Regions from separate parts of the Sus scrofa genome. Here regions 2 and 3 are each linked to region 1. The links are chromatin contacts, called in public promoter capture Hi-C maps. All regions are on one chromosome and are shown on one strand. The core of a region is the stretch at or near the end of the contact, and the rest is flanking DNA. Distances in the headings are between cores, read along the strand shown. Region 1 holds the start of ZNF331 (zinc finger protein 331). Region 2 holds the start of ZNF175 (zinc finger protein 175). Region 3 holds the start of PPP2R1A (protein phosphatase 2 scaffold subunit Aalpha).

Evidence for each region. Promoter capture Hi-C pulls out the DNA fragments that hold promoters and counts their contacts.
Region 2: a contact with region 1 is called in a promoter capture Hi-C map of fetal skeletal muscle, with 15 times the contacts expected there. The contact joins the promoter of ZNF175 here to the promoter of ZNF331 in region 1. A contact is called at or near these places in 1 of 5 promoter capture datasets (fetal skeletal muscle) and 1 of 47 Hi-C or Micro-C datasets (heart right ventricle).
Region 3: a contact with region 1 is called in a promoter capture Hi-C map of liver, with 8 times the contacts expected there. The contact joins the promoter of PPP2R1A here to the promoter of ZNF331 in region 1. A contact is called at or near these places in 2 of 5 promoter capture datasets (fetal skeletal muscle and liver), 1 of 47 Hi-C or Micro-C datasets (heart right ventricle) and 1 of 2 datasets of contacts at active chromatin or transcription factors (skeletal muscle).

What each region holds. Positions count from the first base shown.
Region 1 is chr6:56,609,498-56,614,554 of Sscrofa11.1, forward strand. It overlaps ZNF331 (zinc finger protein 331), which reads right to left and starts at 1,950. Exons shown (of 5, transcript XM_021097273.1): 1 at 1,767-1,950.
Region 2 is chr6:58,417,341-58,422,397 of Sscrofa11.1, forward strand. ZNF175 (zinc finger protein 175) reads right to left here and starts at 2,141. Exons shown (of 6, transcript XM_013995120.2): 1 at 2,016-2,141; 2 at 11-281. The coding sequence starts at 82.
Region 3 is chr6:57,962,169-57,967,225 of Sscrofa11.1, forward strand. PPP2R1A (protein phosphatase 2 scaffold subunit Aalpha) reads right to left here and starts at 2,780. Exons shown (of 15, transcript NM_214024.1): 1 at 2,693-2,780. The coding sequence starts at 2,770.

The DNA of each region.
Region 1 (5,057 bases), core at 700-3,199:
CCGGGTGATCAAGTTCAACCTCAACCAACACTACCTAAGCCAGGTGATCAAGTTCAACCTCACCAATCATAAATCATGTTGATAGTGCGTATCCTTGCCATGATGTAATGAAGTGGTAATTTACCTCTGTGATCTTCCACCGTCAAACCTAGAAACCCAGTCTAATCATGAAGAAAACATCAGATTCCAAGAGAGGGGCAGCCTATAAAATACTCAGCCTCTTAAAACTGTCAAGTCATCAGAAACAAGCCAAGTCTGAGAAATTGGCAAAGCCAAGAAGAGCCTAAGGAGCCATGACAATGAATGTAATGTGGTGTCCTGGATGGGATCCTGCAACAGATGAAAACCATTATGCAAAAATTAAGGCAATCTGAATAAAGCATGGCCTTCAGTTAAGGGTAACCTTTTGGAAGTGGCTCACTAATTGTAACTAGGGGTTACAGCAATGCTACAGCAACGTGGGATCTGAGCCACATTTGTAACCTAAATCACAGCTCACGGCAACACGGGATCCTTAACCCACTGAGCGAGGCCAGGGATGGAACCTGCATCCTAATGGATCCTAGTCAGATTAGTTTCCACTGAGCCACAACAGGAACTCCCAGGATGATTTTTCTGGAGACAGCTGGCATGGGGTTAAAAGAGGATAGAATCAGACACTAGGGCTTTTCTGGAGCACAGACTACATCAGAAAATATCCTCCAATGCCCCACCTGTTCCCACGTCTTATCTTAAACCAATCAGAAATAAGAGGGCACTGAGATCTCAGAATTTCGGAGATCCCTGGTGACTAGGCTCTAATAATTGGAGTTCTGAAATATGTAGCTGTCTTCTACCCCCAGCTACCTGGTCAGGGTCCTCTCCCATCCGAAAAGGGGATCTTCTTCCCGAGGCTTTTTCACCCTGTCACTCAGGTAACCTGAATTTGAGATGGCGAGCACCTATGGCTCTGAGATTGCCATCTCACGACTATGTCTGTGCCATTCTTGTCATTTTCATCACAGGGTTCAGGCTTTGACTTGTATTCGGGGCCACTGTCCCCAAACAAGGACCAGAAGGTTGGAACGTGAAGGGAGAGGGAGCAGCAGAAACATGAGAGCTACAGGTTACACTGTCACACACAACCGTGCTCACTCAATCCGCGGCCACACATCCAAACACAATCCTGCACCTGTCACAGCCAAGCGATGGCACAAACCACCATGAGACACCCCTTGACTCTGTCACAAGAACTGACGCCCACGCCAGAGACATGGTGTGTGTCTCTGCCAATCCCACTTAAGTGCAAAGGCTCATCTCAGCCGCCGAGACACATCTGGGCCCCGCCACCCACGCAGGGCCCACGCGCATGTAACTCACGCAGAGCAGAGTGGCCGAGTCACAGCCCGTCACAGCCTAGCCGCGTCCCCCTTCCAGATGCCCACGCGACGCACAGCCACGGGGATGGCGCCGAGTCGCGCCCCCCGCCCCCCGCCCACACTCACGCGCAAGTGCGTCACCAGTACAGGTACCCGGCCTGTCTCCCTCGCCGACGCTCACGCGCGCGTCTCGCTCTATGCACACGGCTGAGCCCGATCCGCGCGCGCGCGCACACACACACACACACACACACACACACACACACACACACACACACTCGCACTTCCTCCGCAGCCGCTCCCGGGAGCCAGAGGCCGAGGCTCTGTTTCGGGCCTCTCCGCCTCTCTTTCACCGCAGTCGCCCGCCGCGTTCCGTGCTGGTGTCCTCCTGGGATGCTACTAACTCACCGCTTGGGGCCTAACAACCAACAGGGCGTCCGGAGCGAGCGCGAGCGTTGAGGTTATCTCCAGACACCGTCACCAGGAAACCAGAGCTTTAAAAAAAAAAAAAGAAAGAAAAAAAAAAAAAAAATCTTCGCGCAGAAAGCGCATCTTCCGGCATGCAACTGGGCGAGTTTCTACTGGGGGCGGTGCTCCAGAGCCTTCTGGGACATGTAGTCTAGAAACCCAGAGATCCGCGGAGCTGAACACTCAATGGCTCGCTTACCCAGCATGCAACCCCTCAAGAGGCAGGAGTGGAGCTGTGCCTCAGAGGTTTCTGGGAAATGTAGTTCGCATCTCGGGGGCGCTAGACAAGGCCTTCAGAAGGCGTCTCCCCTACCCCTAAAGGAGCGCTGTACCTCCAGACTTGGAGGGAATGCGTTTCAGAGCCGCGGAATTTCAAAATGCTGGGAGCTTTGCCAGCTCTTCGGATTTCTTTTCTCCTTTTCTTCTTTTAATGCGAGAAAAGCATACAAATTTTATTACGTTCTTTCATGTACATGGGGGCTTTCAGAAGAGGATGAAAACCTGAAGATATGTCCACAGCAGGAAGCTTTTATACCTTTGAGACAAAGAAACGATGAATTGTGAAGTATTGACAGTGCTCCGGGCTAGTGATAGACCTATTACGGCCTGATAACTCTTATCTTCATGTAATGAGGTTTGTTTGAGAGTCCTCTGATGCCATCTGTCTACATTTATTATTAATTAATTAATTAATTTTTAGGGCCACACCCGTGGCATATGGAGGGGGGTCTAATTGGAGCTGTTGCCGCTGACCTACACCACAGCTCAGGGCAACACCAGATCCTTAACCCACTGAGGGAGGCCAGGGATCGAACCCACAACCTCATGGTTCCTAGTTGGATTCATTTCTGCTGTGCCAACATGGGAACTCCCAGTCTATCGTCATTTAAAGAATTTACTTTCTGCCTTTTGACAGAGAAGGGGCTCTTTTGTGTGTTTACTGCTTTTAAAGAAGGTTTAATTATTTTTTTCTTTTTAGGGCCGCACCCATATCATATGTAAGTTCCTAGGCTAGGGGTAGAAATGGAGCTGAAGCTGCCTAAGTCACAGCTATAGCAACGTAGAAACGTAGAATCTGCGACCCACACCACAGCTCATGGCAACCCTGGATCCTTAACCCACTGAAAAAGGCAGGGGATCAAACTGGAGTCCTCATGGAGACCATTTGGGTTCTTTACTGCTGAGCAACAACCGGAACTCCCTCAAAGTAATTTTTATGTCAAAGAAGCATGTTTTGGGGTGACATACCTGGTTTCCTTAAGTAATGATGCAGGCATTGTTTTTGATAAGGAGGGCCATGAAATCTTTCTGTAAGTGTTCTCTTTTCGTATACTATGCCGCTTTATACTGTTTATAAAGTTTAGTTTAAGTCTGTCTACTGTGAGTCAGTAGTATTCATGTATTTTCTAAGGTTCCTGTGATGTGAAAAACTTTGTGTTAAGATCTCGTTCCATCTTATTAACAGCTTTGCTGTGAAAGAGCTCAGTTTCCATGCTGGAGGTTTACCTGCCTCCCACAAGTTGTTTTAAAAAAAGGTTTTGCTGAACTTCTAATGGGACCAAGTGAAACACAGAGGCATTTAACATAGCACAGTACTCTCAATGTTTATGAATTTTTGTGTAGGGATGGTATTTCCCATTTTAACCTTTTCTTTCTTTTTAAAATTCTAGTTCATCTACATGTTATATTAATTTCAGGTGTACAACATAGTGATTTAATGTTTTTTATAGATCATACTCCATTTAAAGTTGTTTAAAACATTGGCTATATTCCTTGTGCTGTACTGAGTATCCTTGCGTTTTGTTTGTTTTAAACATGGTAGTTTTTGCCTCTTAACTCACTCTGTCCCTCTCCCATTACCCTTCCCATTGGTACCCACTAATTTGTTCTTTATATTTGTGAGTCTGTTTCTATTTATTAATTTGTTTTATTATTTAGATTCCACACGTTAAGTGGTAAAACGCAGAATTTGTCTTTCTCTGACCTACTTCACTAAGCACAGTACACTTCAGGTCCATCTATGTTATTGCCAATGACAAAAATTTCATTCTTTTTTATGGCCAAGTAATATTACACTGTCTTTTTTTAATCCATTCATCTGTAGCATCTGTAGATGGACACATAAGTTGCTTCCATAATCTTGGCTATTGTAAATAATGCTGCTGTGGACCTTGGGGTGCATGTATCTTTTTGAATTAGTGTTTTTGTTTTCTCAGGTAAATACCCAGGAGTGGAAATGCTGGATGATATGTTAGTTCTATTTTTAGTTTTTTGGGCAACATTCATATTGTTTTCCGTAATGGCTATACCAGTTTACATTCCCAACAGTGTCCTTGGGTTCTCTTTTCTTCATCTCTTTGGGAGTATTTGCTATCTGTGGTCTTTTTGACCATAGCTGTTCTGACAGCTATGTAAGGTGATTTCTTGTAGTTTTGATTTGCATTTCCCTGATAATTAGTGATGTTGAGCATCTTTTCATGTAACTTTTGGCCGTCTGTAGGTCTTCGTTGGAAAAATGTCTATTCAGATCTTCTGCCCATTTTTAATCGAGTTGTTTCTTGTTTTTGTTTTTGATACTGAGTTGTATGAGCTGTTTATATATTGTAGAATATTACCCCTTATCAGATATATCATTTGCAAATATTTTTTCCCATTCAGTAGGTTGTCTTTTCATTCTGTTGATGTTTTCTTTTGCTGTACAAAGCTTCTAAGTTTAAATAGGTCACATTTAAAAGTTTTACTTTTCTTTCCTTTCCTGGAGGAGGCAGATTCACCCCCTCCCCCAGACTGCTACAACTTATGTAAAGAGTGTTCTATGTTTTCTTCCAGGAATTTTACTGTTTATGGTCTTACATTTAGCTCTTTAATCCATTTGGAGCTTGTTTTTTTATATGGAGTGATAAAATGTTCTAATTTCATTCTTTTACATGTAGATGTCCAATTTCAGTGCTTATATTTGTCTCTGTTCATCTTTTATATTTCTTCTTGGTTTGGTCTTAGAAGATTGTACCTTTCTAAGAATTTGTCCATTTCTTCTAGGTTGTCTATTTTATTGGCATCCAGTTGCTTGTAGTAGTCTCTTATGATCCTTTGTATTTCTGTGATGTCCATTGTAACGTCTTTTTCATTTCTATTTTATTGACTTGAGTCCTCTCTTTTTTTTTCTAGATGAGTTTGGATAAGGGTTTATCAATTTTGTTTGTCTTTTCAAAGAATCAGCCTTTATTGTCA
Region 2 (5,057 bases), core at 891-3,390, 1.8 Mb after region 1:
TCTGGCTTACCTCACATGACACATCCAGCTCCTCTGGACCCAAGCCCTGGGGCCTCTGGGGCAAATTCCCATCAGCAAGCATGGCCCTTCTGGGCGTCGACTCTTGGTCTCTTTTGCCGACAGCTTCACTTTTCCTAGGAGCCTGGAGTTGGGTGGATATCAGGAGGCTCCGATCAGTCCGATCAGAACTGCTGGGAAGAGTCGGGCTGGGGTGTGAAGGGAGATCCTGCAGCCTCAGTGATGCGGCCTGAGGCAGGGGCTCTGCAGAGACCCCAGAAATCCTGCAAACGCAAGGACCATGCAGTTACCCATCTGCTGTTCTCTCCACGTGAACTTCTGAGGGCCATTCGCTGAAGGCTCACTGTGCTAGACATTAGGGTAGACAAAATGCAGAAAAACTAACCGGTAAAAAGTAAGGAAAAATGAAGAGAGACTAAACTGAAGATTTAATTGCAACTCTGACATCTTTTAACCACAAGATGAAGATACTACTTTATTTGCAGTTTCAAGATGAAGAGGAAGGCATTTATCAAAAGCACTGAGGAACTTAGAAGGATGAAGCTTGTCAAGCCCTCTGCACCTGCCTGGCACATGGTAAACAAATAAATCAGCAAGTTGCAGAGTCTTTAATTTTCACACAACCCTGTCAGCTACATGTTATGACCACTATTATATGTATTTTGTGGATGAGGAAACAAGACCGGTGCTACCATGTAATTTGCCTTAAGGGCACTCAGTCTGCAAAGGGAGATACAAGGAATGAGTCTGCCTCAATTTAAACTGCACACAGTTGCAGTGACAACTATACGGTCAGCTTCCAGAAACATCATTTGCATTTATTGTTGCTTTTAGAGAACTCAGGCTTCGAGTTGGATGCTTCAGTGCCTATCCACAATGTAGACAGTTCAGCCTTTTCTGACAAAAATAGAACTTAAGTTCATTGTACTCCACCCCACTTGGACCTGGAAAGCCTGCAGACAGGCCCCACCCAGGACACCCAATCACTTACCATTTCTCGGCTGTTCACTTCCCCCCTCTGTTCACTTCCCTCCCTCTACCCACCACATCCAAGCAATAATTGACCACAATGATCTCCAGAAATTCCCAGTGCTTAGACCACAGAAGGTCATGAAATGCTTCTCAGTCACCCGGGGCCAAGCTTCTGAAATCCTGACTGCCAACAAATGGCTTCCAGTGAGTGTGCTTTCCACAGCACTCCTCCCCCAAATAATCCCCAATACAGGGTTCCAGATAGTGCACCCCAATAGGAAACTATCATTAATTTGCTCAGTTGCCAATCACCAACCCTCACCGTGTGCACAGCGACCAACACTGACCCACTCATCCATTCTCAAAGGACTCCAACACCCACGCCCAGAAAGCAGTGCAGTCACCTTCACAAACCCCCATCACTGACCTCCTAGGCCTCCAGTCGACTGGTTCCGTATGCTACCCTTAGCAACCCACTTTCCTGATTTCATAGGTCCTCCATCACTGTCGCGTCTCCCCCACAGTGTGTTACAATAAGACCCTCAGAGTCCTCCAATCCGTGACGCTCCTGCTCCCAATCAATCACTGCCTCCGACAGTCCTCCAAGCAGCGGATCACTTCCCCATAGAGCTCCCGGTACCAACTGTGAAAGCCCTGTTAAAACGTACGTTCACTGTCCCCAAGTGAGCAAGTTTTACAGGGCCAGTTAGATAAAAGCTGATATTGAAGTACACTTGGAATTTAAATTATAAAGATACTTTTGAATTTACACAAACTACTGCAAAGAAAGGTTTAAAGTTGAGCCAAGCATCCAGCTTAAGTTAGAAAACCCCACTTACTCCCCTGGCCCCCGTCACTAAGAACCCCATCGCTCACCCGACAGATCCCCACCACTCGCAACACAGTCCCGGCATCATTCGTCCCACAGACCCCATCACTCGGCCCCCAACCCCCACTTCATTCACACCAAGTCGATTTCCTCTCAAGGACCCCACAGCGTCCCTATTGCTAATACTCCAAATCACCTCGGCGTCCCGCAGGCGATAAACGAATTAGGACAGTTGCCAACACAAGCGAAATGGCCGCTCTGGGCCACTTCCGGTTTGGACCCCAGTCAGGATTTGGGGAGTGGTTTGAACTTGCGCATGCACCCTAGGACTTTTGAAGCCACCCGCCGCCACTGGTTATCTTGACGTGTCACTCCGCGGTGTTTCAGGGATTGTTAGGAGGACAGCATGGCCGCGCGCTAAGGAATTTTGTGAGGAGGCAGCCATTTTCAAAGAATTATTCCGTACAGCCAGGGAATGTATTAAGCTCTCTTCACAGAGTTGAAGTCTTGATATTGCTCTACGTTGCGACTTCTCTGCAGCCATAGCCCATAATCTCCTCTTGCATTTTCCCGCAGGATCAGAGGGTCCTAGAGGAGTATGGCTGAGGTTGTGGACTGGCAGGACACAGAAGCTCAGAGGGACAGAGTCTCTTGTCTGCCAGGCATCTCCCTCACCGCAGCCCAACTCTGTACATTCGGGTCATACTTGCTGACTTTTCTCAACCAGAAATAACTGCTGTCAGTTTCTTTTTCTTTCTTTCCTTCCTTTTTTTTTTTTTTTTTTTGTCTTTTTGCCATTTCTTGGGCCGCTCCCAAGGCATGTGGAGGTTCCCAGGCTAGGGGTCGAATCGGAGCTGTAGCCACCGGCCTACGCCAGAGCCACAGCAACGCTGGATCCGAGCCGCGTCTGCAACCTACACCACAGCTCACGGCAACGCCGGATTGTTAACCCACTGAGCAAGGGCGGGAACGAACCCGCAACCTCATGGTTTCTAGTCGGATTCGTCAACCACTGCGCCACGACGGGAACTCCAACTTCGGTCAGTTTCATGTCTGGGCTCGTGAACTGGACCTATGAGAGAGGATGGATGGATGTAAAGACCAGTCTTTGTCTAGTGTGCTCTCCGACCCTCTTCTGGTCCCTCCCCTACTCTGTTCTGTACTCCTGGGATTTACCCCTGCAAGCTTCATTTTCCAAGTACCTTTATTAGCTGGCTTCCCACTACGTTCAGTTAGTGAGTCAAATACTGGAGATTAAAATCAAGGAAGAGGGAGTTCCCGTCGTGGCGCAGTGGTTAACGAATCCGACTAGGAGCCATGAGGTTGCGGGTTCGGTCCCTGCCCTTGCTCAGTGGGTTAACGATCCGGCGTTGCTGTGAGCTGTGGTGTAGGTTGCAGACGCGGCTCGGATCCCGCGTTGCTGTGGCTCTGGCGTAGGCCGGTGGCTACAGCTCCGATTCAACCCCTAGCCTGGGAACCTCCATATGCCGCGGGAGCGGCCCAAGAAATAGCAACAACAACAACAACAAAAGACAAAAAAAAAAAAAAAAAAAAAAAATCAAGGAAGAGAATGTAAACTCCAAGATATTTATTTCTTCCCCTCTCTTCACATTGTGCAACCTCTCTGGCAGTGGCTACATCCCCCTGGAGCCTCCAGCTCCCAAAAGGGAAGACCTGCCATGGCCCATCTTATTCTGCGTTCCCAGATCCCTGAGCTCTGGCACACCGCCCCTTCCCTTCGCCTTGGTGGTGGCCTCCTGCTGTTATCATTTCTATGTTTCGTTTTATTGTCTTCTATTGAACTTTTCATCTCCTCTGTCAACTGTGTAACCAACTTTCTTGCTTAAATTTCCTGTATTTTAAATACTTAAAGTGGAGTTCCCGTGGTGGCGCTGCGGAAACAAATCCGACTAAGAACCATGAGGTTTCAGGTTCGATCCCTGGCCTCGCTCAGTGGGTAAAGGACCCTGCGTTGCTGTGAGCTGTGGTGTAGGTCGTAGAGGCAACCCAGATCTGGCGTTCCTGTGGCTGTGGTGAAGGCTGGCAGCTGTAGTTCCAATGAGACCCCTATCCTGGGGACCTCCATATGGTGCAGGTGTAGCCCTAAAAAGCGGGGGGGAAAAAAAGCGATTTCTTTTTTCATAATTGGATCTTGACTGATAGAAATGGATAGAATGACATATAGAAAGACATGTGAGATGTTGAGATAGATAGATGAAAAAGTGTATATGTATTTTTTATATAAATGGGTGGATGAGTTGAATGAATGGTGAGTATGTTATTCAAGGAATGACCCAGATTTCATTCTTGTTTCATTTCCCAAGCATCCTTATTCTCACTTAGTCTGAAATGTGTTTCTTGTGCATGCTGTGTTTGATCCCTGGCCTGGGAATTTCCATGTGCTCAGGGAGAAGTGCAAAAAAAAAAAAAAAAAAAAAGTCATAGTAAAAACCTAAACTTTGAAATTTAGGGATGTGTATATTCTTGGTAAGACTATATCATTCTCTAAGGTTAATAATAGGGATGAGATAAGGATCTTTAGAAAAGTTGATAAGGAAAACTCCAAGGTGCTTTTGTGTAAATCCTTTGAATAGATAATTCACAAAGTAAGATTGCAGTTAATTTAAAGACAGGAAAGGACGTTTATAGTCACATCAATGCAAAGTAAAGCTATAATATTATTTCTCTAGTTGTGGCAGAAATGAAAAAAGTCAGTCATACCAGTCACTTTTTGGGAATTTTAAGATATATGTGTGTGTGTGTATATATATATGTATATATATTATTTATTTATTTATTTATTTGTTTATTTACTTATTTATTTAGTCCTTTTAGGGCCATACCCTTGGCATATGGAAGTTCCCTGGCTAGGGGTCTAATTGGAGCTGCCGCTGCCAACCTACACCACAGCTCATGGCAACGCCAGATCCTTAACCCACTGAATGGGGCCAGCGGTCAAACCCAAGTCCTCATGGATACTAGCTGGTTTCATTTCTACTGAGCCACAATGGGAACTCCCTACAATTTATTTTTTAATAATTATTTTACTCTATTTTCGGCCACACACAAGGCATGTGGAAGTTCCTGGGCCAGGGACTGGACCTGTACCACAGCCAAAACCAGAACCACAGCAGTGACAATGCCAGATCCTTAACCACCACCAGGGAACTCCTGTCTGGAGATTTAAATGAGTAGGGCAGTTTTGGAAAATGTCGTGTTTCTCCAACAGAATCACTTA
Region 3 (5,057 bases), core at 1,530-4,029, 1.4 Mb after region 1:
GATCCTTAACCCACTGAGCAAGGCCAGGGACCGAACCTGGGTCCGCATGGATGCTAGTCAGATTTGTTTCCACTGAGCCACAACACAAACTCCTAAATCAGTGTTATTTATTTATTTATTTATGTCTTTTCTAAGGCCGCTTCCACAGCACATGGGGGCTACCAGGCTAGGGGTCGAATCCGAGCTGTAGCTGCTGGCCTACACCAGAACCACAGCCACTGCCACTCAGGACCCAAGCCAAGTCTGGGACCTACACCACAGTTCACGGCAACGCTGGATCCTTTAACCCACTGAGCAAGGCCAGGTGTCGAACCCGCAACCTCATGGTTCCTAGTCGGATTCGTTAACCACTGAGCCACGACAGGAACTCCTAGATCAGTGTTCTTTTAAACCACCACATTTGCCCCAGGACTTTCCCATGGGGCGTCTCTCAATCTCACCCTAACGGACACTGTGGGTGGATAATTCTTTGCAGTGGGGGCTGTCTTATGCATTGGAGGTTTAGGAGATCTCTGACCTCTTTCCATTAGATGCTAGCAGCACTTCCCCAGGTGCAAGAACCAAAAATGTCTCCAGACACTGCCAACCCTCGTGAGCAAATGCACCTCGGATTGAGGATACTGCCCTCACTTGTCGGCTTGCTCTTCCCAGAAGGTTCTTTCCATCTTCCCTTGGGAGCTGGCTCCTTCTTCTGCTCTGGTCTCAACCTCTGCATCGTAAGAGGGGCCTTCCCTGACGGACCTACTTAAAACGAATCTTCCCTACCTGACCTGTGCTTGCTGGGGGCTCTGCCCAGAGAGCCTCGGGGTGCCTCCCCATCTCTGCACAAACATCACCCCTCAGCAAGGCCTTCACTGACCATTCTGCAGCCGCATCCTCCACCCCCCCGCTTCCTTCATCTTTCTCCCCATTTTCACAGCACACGTTCGCCCTGTTCTCTGTTTACTGCGTCTCCCCTCACAATTGACCCAAGTTCCGCAAGACCAGGAGCACTTGTCTGTCGTGTTCCCTGCTGAATACCTGTGCCCTGAACAATGCCCAACACAGAGCCAAGGCCCGACAGCACTCACTGATCCACCATCACAACATCCTGGCGCTTTCTGCCCATCACATCTCACATGTGCTACTAACGTATTGGGTTCCATTTCACATCTGCTCTCTAATCGTGAACAACTGGCATCACCATTATATCCTCAGCTCCATACCTGATAGGTGGCAGGTGTTCGTTAAACAAATGAATTCCTACAACAGCCCTCTGAACCAGATAATCACCTCTACTTGAGAGAAAGGGAAACCAAGGCTGGGAGAAATCAACTAACTTGCCCACATCAATCAGCAAGAAGTAGAGGAGACTGGACTCCAGCTGCAGCCTGTCCAGAGCTAGAGCCACACGGTGGGAACCTTAAGAGGCTGGGCCAGTGCAACCCGTTCAATTTTTTTTTTTTTTTTTTTTCTCTTGGCTCTTCTAGGGACGCTCCCGCAGCATATGGAGGTTCCCAGGCTAGGGGTCTAATCGGAGCTGTATCTGCCGGCCGACACCACAGCCACAGCAACGTGGGATCCGGCAACGCCGGATCCTTGACCAGCGAGGCCAGGGATCGAACCCGCAACCTCATGGTTCCTAGCCGGATTCGTTAACCACTCCGCCACAACGGGAACTCCGCGACTGGTTCAATTTTATAAGTGGGGAAATTGAGGCCCAAAGGGAGGATGGACCTCTTCAATCACCACTCCCAATAATTACAGGTACATTTATTGGGCCTTTACAACAGGTCAGGCGCCGTCTAGTATTTCTTCTGTTATAAACTCTGTCACTCACTACCATCCAAGGAGGCCGGGACTATTACTGGCCCACGTTTTATGGAAAACAAGCCCAGATCGGTGAAGTAATGTGCACAAGGTCAATGGGCGGGTGAGAGGTGGGGCTGGGATGGGCGAAGCCCTGAGTCCTACCTCTTCTCGACCCCTCGCCACCCCATGCCACTCATCAGAAACGACAGCCCGCTTGGTAAACTGCCCCCCCCCGCCCCCGGCCCCAGTTAAGGGGAGAACACCGGAAGGGGGGGCCAGTGGCTAGCTGGCAATTCGCTTCGGAATTTAGCTAGTTCCACCCTTGGGAGTGGGGTTTTGGCCTCCCGCTTCTTTCGGAGGGTCTACACCAAAACTGCCGGGAGAAGAAGAGCAGGATTTGGAAAGTCATCCTTCACGTCTCCGTCTCCATTTGGAGAGATTACACCCACAGCGCTGAGCCCCAGCCGCACGAACCCAGAAAGGAGAAAACCTACGCGGGTCCCCACCAATCCGGCGGCCCCTCCCCCACTCGGAGAAAGTCGCGAGCCCACTCCATCCCCAAGGGGCCATTCAGGGGCCGCCGCCAATCACCCGGCCCTCCCCTCGCCTCTCCCCCACCCGGTCGGCCGACCCCTCGTGGGCCGCGGCCTCCGAGGCCCGGAGCGGCCACGCGCATTTGGCAGGCCTGGGGACCCTCCAAGCGCGCCCTCTGCGGGGCCGACACCCAATCCCGGACGCCGTCTCATCGAGTCCGGGGAACCGGAGAGGTGTGAGCGGAACACTGATTGGCCGCCGCCCCCTTCCGCCACTCCCTGCGAACACTGAATCTTCTCCGCGAGGGACGCCGGTGCCCCCCAGGTACCCCTTCCTCTCTTCCCCAAGTCCCCCGGAGCCTCCGGACCTGAACATCCTCGTTGCGGAGCTCGTCTATGAGCACCGCGATGGGGTAGAGCGAGTCATCGCCGTCGGCCGCCGCCATCTTGGCTCCGTCTTGTGTCTGTCAGACTGCGGCCGGCGCCGTGCTGAAACCCGGGTAGGGAGGGGCTGGGCCGGGAGGAGGAGAGAAGGACTTGGGGGCGCCCGGGCCACGTTACAGGGGCTGCCCTACATTCATTGGCCGCGCTACGCCGGGCCAAGCCTGCGTTTCTTTGGCCCGGACAAATAAAGTCCCGCCCACTGCCCATTTGCCATTGGTCCAAGGGAAGAGATTGAGCTTGCCGGAGCCTAGGAGGGGGGAGGAGGAAACGGAAGTACGCGGTATCTTAGCGACTAAGATTGTGCCCGCCTACGTCGCCGCCAACAACGGCCTAGACGAGCAGTTGTTTCTAGCCAATGAGGGGCGGGATTGGAAGGTGGCGAAGCCTGCCTGTCCGAGCCCTGGAGAAAGCTTACCCGCGTGCGTCGCTTGGAATGCGTGACATCATGTGGGGAACAGAATCGTACAGGTTTCGGCTTGCGAGGCAGCGGTCCCCCTGCCTGGCGGGAGGGCGCACTCCAAGATTGTTTGTGCGGGAGGAGGTGGGAGTGCGTCCTTGATTTGTGCCGTATTATGCCGAGGCCTAGGGAAGGATGGCGACTTAACCTTATTCTCTGGGTAAAACCTAGGCCCCTCAGGCTGGTATGTCTATCTGATTTCCTGAACCCTCTCTAGGCACGTCTCCTTTTGGAAAATTGGCTGCCTGAGCACACCATGCTTTTCTCTCTTTCTCTTCCCCCCCCCCCGCCGCCGGACAGTCCAAACCATCTTTCCCAAAGACCCTACCCACTCCACTTAGGAAACTATTCCCCCTAAAAGGGGCAGGGGTGGTGGTGGAGGGGGCTTGCATATTTCAATCCTTGCCCTCCTTATTCCCCGGATATTCCCCTTACCCCAAACCTGCCAGCCCTTTGGAGCTATGGGAGTCCCAGTGTGCCTATGCGTAGGGAGCCCCTGCATCGGACAGATGGAATCAGCAGCTTGATTCTGGTCAGACTGTTCCAAGAGCAGACCCTGACCATGATTATCCAAATGAGTGAGCCAGACAAGTCTCTCAGCACTGCAGTTTGGTTCCACAGTTCCCACCCTAAGAGAGGGATGTCCTTTATCTGACAGTCCACAGTTTCCCCAAGTGGCACACTAAACTGCTCGACCACTGGCAGCAGCCCAGGTTCCTAAGATCTGACCAGTAATGAGAACCATCATACCACACACCCCTGCTTCCAGTTCTGCCCTAACCAGTGGCCCAGGCAACACCATTAGGATTCAGCTTCCCTAAGGAAATCAGTCTTTAAAGAAATCTCAGAGCATGGAGGGTTTGAAGTGCCAGTGGCTTTGACTACAGTGTAGAGCTTAAAGTTTCCCCCAAAGCGATAGGAACCACTTATTCTTGTAAAGCCAGGATATTGCTAGAGCCACAGAAGTGACAGTGCTGGATTCTTAACCTGCTGTGCCACCTGGGAACTCCAGGCTTCAGTTTTGAGACACACTCATGAGCAAGCTAATTACTGCTTTTTGAAAGCAGTGGACCCATCAGTAGTGACAGGGTGGCTTGCAGGTGGAGGCTGCAATCCCTTTGCCAGAGGCCCCTGACAAAAATTATCAGTCACAAAGGCTTGTGCTGTCCCCATGTCCCAGGAGTCCTTAAGGGCTGGGCCTCCTTTAGATGATGGGGAGTCAAAGCAACAACAGTTGTGTTTTTTGGTTTTTTTTTTTTTGTCTTTTTGTCTTTTCTAGGGCTGCACCCTCGGCATATGGAGCTTCCCAGGCTAGGGGTCTAAGTGGAGCTGTAGCTGCCAGCCTATGCCACAGCCACAGCCACGCAGGATCTGAGCCACATCTGAGACCTACACCACAGCTCACGGCGACGCCGGATCCTTAACCCACTGAGCGAGGCCAGGGATCGAACTCACAACCTCATGATTCCGAGTCAGATTTGTTAACCACTGAGCCATGACAGGAACTCCGACACATTTTTTTCTTCACTGCTGGCAGGATTGAGCATTACAGTCTGCCCATAGAGTGCCAATAAACTTACACTAGAAAATAGGACTCGAATTGGTCAGATTATATCAGCCACCCCAGTGGCAGAGATCTGATGCCATGTTAGACGGAGCTGTGGAGACTGGGGCCTCTAACTTGGCCAACAAAGAAAATATTTTTATCATGAAAACTTTGTACCTCAGAGGTTAGTGGTGGCACATGATCTAAATCCTTCCCCATGCTCTGGTGGCAAGTAAAAAAGATGGCTGGTCCCAGTAACACTTGTCTCACCCCTCTTGGAATACCC